2 separate regions of the Anas platyrhynchos genome follow, and region 1 is linked to region 2. Evidence: chromatin contacts called from public Hi-C data. All regions are on one chromosome and are shown on one strand. The core of a region is the stretch at or near the end of the contact, and the rest is flanking DNA. Distances in the headings are between cores, read along the strand shown.

The links. Hi-C and Micro-C count contacts between places; a contact is called where the count stands out from the background.
Region 1: a Hi-C map of subcutaneous adipose tissue shows a contact between it and region 2, with 2.3 times the contacts expected there. The contact joins two enhancer-like sites. A contact is called at or near these places in 7 of 8 Hi-C or Micro-C datasets (F1 follicle, F5 follicle, liver and 3 more).

The regions. Positions count from the first base shown.
Region 1 is chr2:11,324,059-11,328,215 of IASCAAS_PekinDuck_T2T, reverse strand. All of the region lies in intron 2 of NSMCE2 (NSE2 (MMS21) homolog, SMC5-SMC6 complex SUMO ligase), which reads left to right. Among named protein-coding and RNA genes, the nearest start is that of WASHC5, 23 kb to the left of the region's middle. Within about 2 kb of position 2,540, at least 2 of the 8 cell types and tissues checked have an H3K27ac peak or open chromatin away from gene starts, as enhancers often do. A contact at or near this core is called in subcutaneous adipose tissue, where this site is marked.
Region 2 is chr2:11,144,301-11,148,333 of IASCAAS_PekinDuck_T2T, reverse strand. No RefSeq gene overlaps it. Among named protein-coding and RNA genes, the nearest start is that of TRIB1, 68 kb to the left of the region's middle. Within about 2 kb of position 2,768, at least 5 of the 8 cell types and tissues checked have an H3K27ac peak or open chromatin away from gene starts, as enhancers often do. A contact at or near this core is called in subcutaneous adipose tissue, where this site is marked.

The DNA.
Region 1 (4,157 bases), core at 1,291-3,790, 180 kb before region 2:
AATGTATACATTGTGCTTGCTTAGAAAACACAGGTGTGGTGCTTTCACCTTGTTCTTGGTGAATAATTTGGCTTTGGATGTTATCCCCCCCCCCCCCCCCGCAATTCCACCCGGCTACGGTTTGCCACCCCCTCGAGTGGGCTGGTACGGCTGGTAACATACCTGCGCTTCAAATGCAGTTACTGGGACCATTGTTTGGGGGTTTCTTGTTGCTTTTGGGAGGACAATGCTATTTTTAGCTTGGATTATTTCAGTGATCCCATTTATAGTGTAATGGGGTGAAAAGTCATATGGTCCCAGCAGGGGAGGAAGGTGGAGGAGCAGCAAGGATGGGCGCTGTGACCTGTGGGACTGCATCTGTTGGTGAGGGAAAGGTACAGGAACCTTGGTATTTAATTGCTACTCGTCTGTCAAATTAATTTCTGTTTCTGTTCTTCTTGGGTCTGTGGATATGGATGGTTTTGAGGAATGATGATGTACTCCTTATTTGAACAGAGCACAGTATTCCCGAATGGACATCACCGTAATACCAGAAAACTGATATAGGATTGTGAAAGGGGAGAGCTTGACTTGCTCCTCCAAACCCTTGCATCTTGTAAACACTTTATGCTCCTTTCAGTGCTCCTGCCTACTAGTTAGACTTTGTTAACTTTAAGTTTCTGTCTTTCTGCAGAAACAAATAGGCGTTAGTTGGTTAAATAAAGATTAATGTCACCGTGTCCTTGTAATTTACTAAAGAGAGAATTACTGAACCATAGAACATTTCTAGTTGGAAGAGTCCCACAAGGATCATTGAGTCCAGCTCCTGGCTCCACACAGGACCACCCAAAAATAAGCCCATGTGTCTGAGAGCGTTGTCCAAACACTTCTTGAACTCCAGCAGCTCGGTGCTGTGACCACTGCCCTGGGGAGCCTGTCCCAGTGCCCAACCAGTCTTTGTGTTGAATAACATTTTATTTAGGATTTTATACAGCAAAACCTCTCAGCACACGTTGGAGTGTTTACAAAATCCAGCTCTCTGTGAGAACCCCGTTCGTTTCACTAGGGATCACCCCCGTGTCACCAAGTGTTTGGAGATGCTGCCCTTCCTTGCCATGCAGCCTGCTTGGAGACCGTGGCAGAAATATCTGGTGAGCTCTCAAGTCTGAACTGGGATCGTTCTGACTTTTAGCCTTCCCCTGATAGTCTTTAAGAAAAACAAGCATTGTAAGGAAGGATCTTTCAAAAGCGCTGCTGGCCTAGTTCTGCTGGCAGTGGAGTTTAAGGGAGTTTCATGTTGAGCAAAAGTTTCGTGATTACTTTGTTATAGAATAATATAGCAAGTTGTTTTCAAAAGCGCTTAGTAATACCGGGTACCTCCGCTGCTCCGTGCCCACTCTGAGATGACTCCTGTTTTCAGAACGTGTGCGACACCCACTCGCCGAAAATGCCGTCCCCTTGAATTGTTTCAGACTGGGCATTTGGAAAGCAGGCACCCTGCATCGTCCATTTGTCTTGAAGTTCGGACTCTGTCTACAATATGAAGCACTCGGGTTTCATTTCTATGGGATTGGCAAGAGCCTCCTGAGTCACTGAATCTTGTCTTCCCGTTTCGGACAGTCATAGCCTACAGGGAAATGGCTTGTAACACAAGAGGAGTTTTCTTGTCAGGAGCAGTTTGTAATCTAACAGCCAGTCTTGGCTCATCTTACTTTAAAAAAAAAATAAAATATAAGCATTGAGAACTGGATAATTGAATATTTTTTTAATTTCTTTTTCCTTTCAGTTGCTGTATAAAATAAATGTTTCAATGCAGACTGCAAACCACTGCCCTTTCCTCTGCAAAATAAAACCTCAGAAGACCTGACTCAGGTGGTGAAGCAAAATGTTTGACCTAAATCCAAGTATTGTAATGTGATCTGGATTTTTTTAAAAAACAAAAGCCAAAGAGAAATTAAGGTGAAGTTTTAAGGTGATAGTTTTGGTGGAGCCATGGGCATGGTCAGCTAACGGAGTTCTGCTGTGCTGCTTTGTCCCTGGCAGGTTCCAGTAGTCCTTTCTCCCACACTCATCTCTTTTCTTCCCCCTTTCTCTTTGCTAGAATATTGGAAACTCAGATTCAACTTCCCCCTTTCCTTGAGAGGACTTGCACTGGTATTTGTAGATGTGAACTCGCTTTCATCCAGAGTTTAGATACAAGGTTGTTGGTTACTGAGGAGTATCAGAATGGATGAGGTTGGAAGGCACCTCTGGAGGTCGTCTTCTCCAAACCCCTGCTCAAGAAGGGCCACCTACAGCTGGTTTCTCTTTCTGTCACTGATGCCATTTCACTTTGTAAGCCATACCTCATTTTCCCTAGAGTCCTGGTATCTAGGTGAAGGTGCAGGTCTGTAAAATCACTGTCGCACACTCAGCCTCTGTAACTCTGTACAAAAGCTTTCTGCGTGAGTGGAATGACTTCATTAGGAAACAGTGAAGGAAATCCAGCTCTAAACATGCTGCAACCCTGCTAAGGCATTTCCTGAGAAGTTGGAGGCGTCTTTAGGACTGGCTTCAGCTGTAAGTAGCTTCTGATCGTTGTATGGAAGGAAGTTTTGCAATTACTGCCCTGAGTTCCCTTTACTCCACCAATTGTCATTCCTCATATGGTTGTTGGCACTCTGATCAGCAATAATTGTTCTTCTCTTGCTAATTGCAGTGGTTAGTTCCGTATCCAGAGGGCTTCACTGCCATTTTGGGGCATTCCAGTTTCAACCATTTCTCTGGCTTTCACATGAAGACACCTGCATTCAGGAGATTCAATTCCAGGACACAAAACAGCTTTTTGCTGTTCCTTTGCATTACTTCTGATTCCTTTTTGCAGCCTAATAAATAAATGTGTTACAGATCAGGGGGATGAGGCTTAGGAAGAAATCTTCAGTGAGAGTTTTCTGAGGAGCTGTCCATATATCTGGAGGAGGAAAAGTGAAGGATTATCCTGAATGCTGGAGAAGCGATCAGCCTCCTGTTTAAGTTCCTGATGGTCTGTATGGGCTGAGTACCGTGACGAGGTTCAAGTACATCTGGACAGAGAAGGGAACTAACACTGTGTGGTTTCTTCTGTAGGTCTACCACCTTCAGTGAGCATCTAGACAGTAGGAGGACATCTTGCTACTGTCTTTTCCAAATGTTTTGTGTGAATTTATTCATAAAGATTCATGAAGATTCATAAAGCGTAGGCTGATAGCTTTATTTTTTATTTTTCCAGATGCGTTGTCCAACTTTAATTGCAAACAGGTTTGAGTTGACTAGAACTGGGGGCAAGGAGATGGGGCAGGGGGAGTCTGCACTTCTTTTTTTAATGTATTTGCTTAAAAAAAAAAAAAAAAGCCAACAAAAATGCTTAGCTGTATCCTGAATTGAGCATGCACATTCTCCCGCAGAAGATGGAACTAAATCCAGGAGCCCTGGAGCCTGTATTCCCCTGCTGTCAGCAGTAACTTGAAACCTGCTGGCCAAGTGTGTGTTTTTTCATGCTGCTGGTGCATACGGAGACAGCTGCCTACTACTGCTATTGCTGCTGGCTCGAGTGGCAGATGTTTGTGTTGCATCTGTTTTAAAAGTCTGAAATCCGCTGTCAAAATCTGTGGGCAACGATTTCCCATTCCTCTTTTGCCTCGTACAATGATGGAAAAAACAGCGCGTAGCCTGGAAATTAGGAGTAACCTAATATGTAGTGCAAGAGGTAGAACTCCCAGTGTCCTGTTTTGCTTAAAATTGGAAGCAACTCGTTTTCGTTAGCCAATAATAGGAAGATGTCAATGTTAATATTTATGTTAATCCACGCTGTCCGTGCTTAACTGTTCATTTTATGGACTGTTAGACTTGGAGGCTTGGAGCCCGCCTGTAATTTCATGATACTCCAGCCTACTTTTTGTTTCAGATAGTCTGCTGTGGAAGTGAATGATTATTTTAATCGGTACGCCTTGGCTGGAGGTCAGCTCTTACACCATAAATAAGCAAATAATGATGCGGTTAGTAACTTTTGCACAGAAAAAGAGAAAAATCCTTTTTTTTTTCAGTGAAAAATCTTTAGAAATTTGCTAACTTGTGGATGTATACTGGGAACCAAACACTAAATATGAACTCAGATGTTAGAAGGAAAGCATGTTTGGGGCAAAGGGGGCGCATTTTAGACG
Region 2 (4,033 bases), core at 1,519-4,018:
GCTGGCTGTGCTGACGGGGGTGGGGAATATTATGCAATGCACCCTTTCCCTCAACGAACTCTCTCCTGTCACGTCACCACCGGGCCTTGCTCCACATGAGCTCCGTGTGCTCACGCTGCTGCCTTACGAGTGGGATTTGCTGGGGAGCACTTCCACGTGGGCCTCCGTGTGGTTTGGGATCTCTGGGGCTGTGGGAAAAAAGTGTCATAACCAAATAAAGCACTTTTACAGCTTCCCTGAGGTCTATTCCAAAGTGTCCCCCATGGTGGCAGTGCATGGAGCCTCAGAGGTGGCGTGGGGCTGGTCTGCCCTGGTGCTGGAGGGCATGTCACACCTGCACGGGACACTTTGGCTTGGGTCCCTGCTTGATGGCTGCAAATATGTTTATGAACCCCAATCAAGACCGGTGAAGCACATCATTCTCCCACTGTCGCCTCTGTTGCAAAAATGATGTGCTCTTGATGATACTGTCAGGAAACTCTGTTCCCTAGGCTAGGTGCATGCAAAGCAAAGCTTTCCTTCTGACACACAAAATAAAAATATCCTCATCTTGGCTGCAATAGCAAAAAATGCTCCTGGCCTAGTAAAATTATGTCATTGAAAGAAGTGTCTCTGTGTCTGCTGGTGTACCTGTAAATCAGTTCAAGTGAATGGTCCTTTGAAACTCATTTCAGCTGATATATATGCTCTTGAGGATGAATGAACTTTTGAGCTGTTAGTGCTGCCATCCCTCATAAGTCAAATCTCTTCTCCAGATACTTGAATCCCACGGTGGTAGTAAAAACTGGGAGTTTACAAGATACATAAGCATCAATTTTTTGAGAGCTTTCACCTTGGAAGGCAAGCAGCGTCCTTGGGTTGAGTGCCTGTCAAACGAGTGCAGCTGTGATAAAGGATGAGAGGGAATTTTTTTTGCTCTCTCCCTTCAGTGCTGGCAGGAGGAGCTTGCTTGAGACATCCTCCATTAATTAAAGAAGAGGTAGAAAGCAGGTAGTCATGATACAAGCTTCTCTCTGGCATATACCTGGATTATATCCACATTGCTTTGAATCTGGCCACCAGAAAAGCTTTAATTACAGCATGCTCAGAGTCCTGCCTGCTTTCCCTTCCCATAGTAAGGAAAGCAGCAAATCTGGGAGGGAAACCTGAAGCCCCTCTGGACTGAGAGCCTGGGCAGAAACAGTTTTTTCTGTGTATGATGTTCCAAAACCTTGTGTGTCCCTGCTAGTTTTTATTCCTGATATCTGATGACAAAAGGAACCGGTGAAACTGAGGGCGACAGATCCGTATTTGGTGCAAGAGGAGGATGTTTTCGTAACAGTGTCTGACACATGGGACTTCCTGCCACATGGTGCTCTTGAAACAGTGCTTTTCAGGTCTCAGAAAGCTTGTGAATCTGCTATTGCAACAGTAGTGTATTAACCTTCACAAGACAGGTTACGTGTTGGATATAAGAGAGATAGGGTCAGCAGGAAACCATCATATGCTGCTGCCATTTTTATACATGCTTGGATTTGTGTGGGACAGTGCCAGCCCATGGCTAAGCAGCCCACTGACACCTTGGGTTTGGCTCTGACAGCTTGGTTTTGAGGGGAGCTTCTTGCACCCGCGTTAACACCTGCAATGTAGTTGTGCTGTTGTGTGGGTCTGGAGATGGATGCCCAGGGCCGATATGGGTTGAGTATCCCCCTGAGTCCCCAGGGAATCCTTCCTTTGCCCTCCAGATGTTCATTTTCATCAGCTGCCTCTCTGGTTTTCCTATCCACAGCTGCCTCTCCTGGTTTGCTGCAAATAACAGGATGTGTCAGTAGGTCTGGGAAAGGACAAATGGCTCTTCTGCCACAAGAGGTGCACCTTGGGTCTTGTGGTATTCTCACAGAGATATCTGCAAGGCACTGAAATTGCTAGCAGAAGCCAATTGTAGGCAGCACAGCTATCTAACACTGGGAGCTGAAAGCATGAGTTTTATATTGGGGTAAGGAACGGCTCTGACACATCCACGTATCACTGTGTAACCGAGACAGCAGCAATATCCTACAATTGTGATCCTGAGAGGGAATCAGAGCCAGAGGTCTCTGTCTGCACTGAACTCCTAGCAGGAAAGCATTCAGTTAATGACATGAATAGAAGCCATGACCTTACATTTCTTTTTCCCCTAGACTTTCACTGACTGCAGGATCAGGCACGCACTCCTTTGTGTCTGTGTGAAGCACGCTGCTGTGACAGGGAAGTGGCTTGCATGGTTTAGCTTTTCCATTCAGATAAGATTACTAAATAACCGAGAACTTCAGTCAGAGTTCACAAAATCCACTTTTGTTAAAAAATTTAGCACTGCCACCTACAGGAAAGCGGCAGCAAGCTCCACGACCGTCCCCTATACCTGCAGGACCGCCTGTCCTGCTGCCCCTGCGCCCTGCTGTCAGTGCGGTGCTCCCCTGGAGAGCGCCTTTCTCAGCGACATCAAAGGGAGATCGGCACGCACAGATAACGCAGAATACCTGAGAGCAGAACTTGGTCTTTGATAACCATAGCTATTTTTTTTTTTTTTTTTTTACACTATGTGTTGCACCTAAGCTCTGGTCCAGCTCCCGATGGAAACGATGGCACCTCTCCACCGAGTAGGATCCAGTCCTTGACGCCTTTCATGCATGCCAGTGAAAACTCTTTCCCTTGCACACTAGCGCTCTTTAAAGGCTCGCGAGTAGATAGACAGATTAGATTATTTAGCACCACACAGTGCTGCAGAAGTGGTGCTGGTGAGTCACTACATGGCATTCTTCCTTCTGACTCAGTGCAGAGTCAATGCCCGAGCATGTTGCTATGGGGCTCTGTGTTGTTGGAGGTGCTCTTTTTTGGAGAAGCAAAAACCAAGGTCCTGACCCACTATTCTTGCAACAGAGTCCATTTGCCTGTGAGCCACTTGGTTGAACTTTATAGAAATTTTTGCCTTAGAACAAGTTATCCTTCGCTTCCACGAGAAAACTATTGTTCTCATTGCCAGGAGGGACCAGGGTTTTGAGCTATCTGGAACAAAATGTTTTTGAAACAAGAATGGGTTATTGCAAATACACTGTGGGGTTTAAATCCTTAATATTGAAGGGAAACCTACATGGGCACTTACTGCACATTAATATTTAGCGTTCTGGTTTTGTTTACCACTTCAATGGCTGTTTTCAATTACTGTTGCCTGCATGAAACCACTTTACTCAAGCCTGCTGCATATGCAGGAGAATTGACTTAGAAGACAACTATTCTATTTTGCAGTAATTTTCAGGGTTTCAGACTTTTTTTTTTTTGTTGTTCCCTATCAGTGCCTGGAGTGTGAGAGACTTTTTCAAGCCCCAGCTGTCTTCCTGGCTAAAAGATTTCATTGCAGCTCTTTCTCAACTGCGCAGGGAGAGGAGTTTCACCTGGCTTTTTCATCTCCTGGCCACTGTCCTAACCACCAGGATGTAAATTACATGACTCTCTTGCAAGAAAACTTTCTCAAAACCTGATGTCTTGACAAGAACATTTCAGTTTTGAAATCTCACTTTGTGGAAAATGTCCTGACCAGCTCCGGTATGCTGCTGAGTTTGCTTAACAAATTACAGCAGAAGCCCTGAGATGTCCATACAGCTCCTTCCAAGGAGAAGAGCCACTCCAGCAAAATTCCTGTGTGCCTTGGGGCAGCTCTATTCTTTTGGTAATGCCCCAAATTCCCTTCTCAAGGAGATAAGTGGGTTCCCTACATCTCTTCCCACAAATAAATCCACTTTTTTTTTTTTTTTTTCCTGTAAGTGAGGAAGCAGCCTAATTTCAGAGGGTAGCAGATGAACCTTAGATATGATGCCATCCGCTCCCCTGCATCCTTTTGCAGGCTTGCTTCCAGCCTTGGAGAGAGTATTTTAAATCTCTCAATGGAGATCACAAGGAGTTATTTTAGGTTTGGGATGTCGTGAGTGAGATGATTCATTCCTCTTCAGTAAGAGCTACTGAGATGGAGCGGGCTCCTTAGAGGCACATCAGCACAGGTGAGATGAAGACGAGGAAC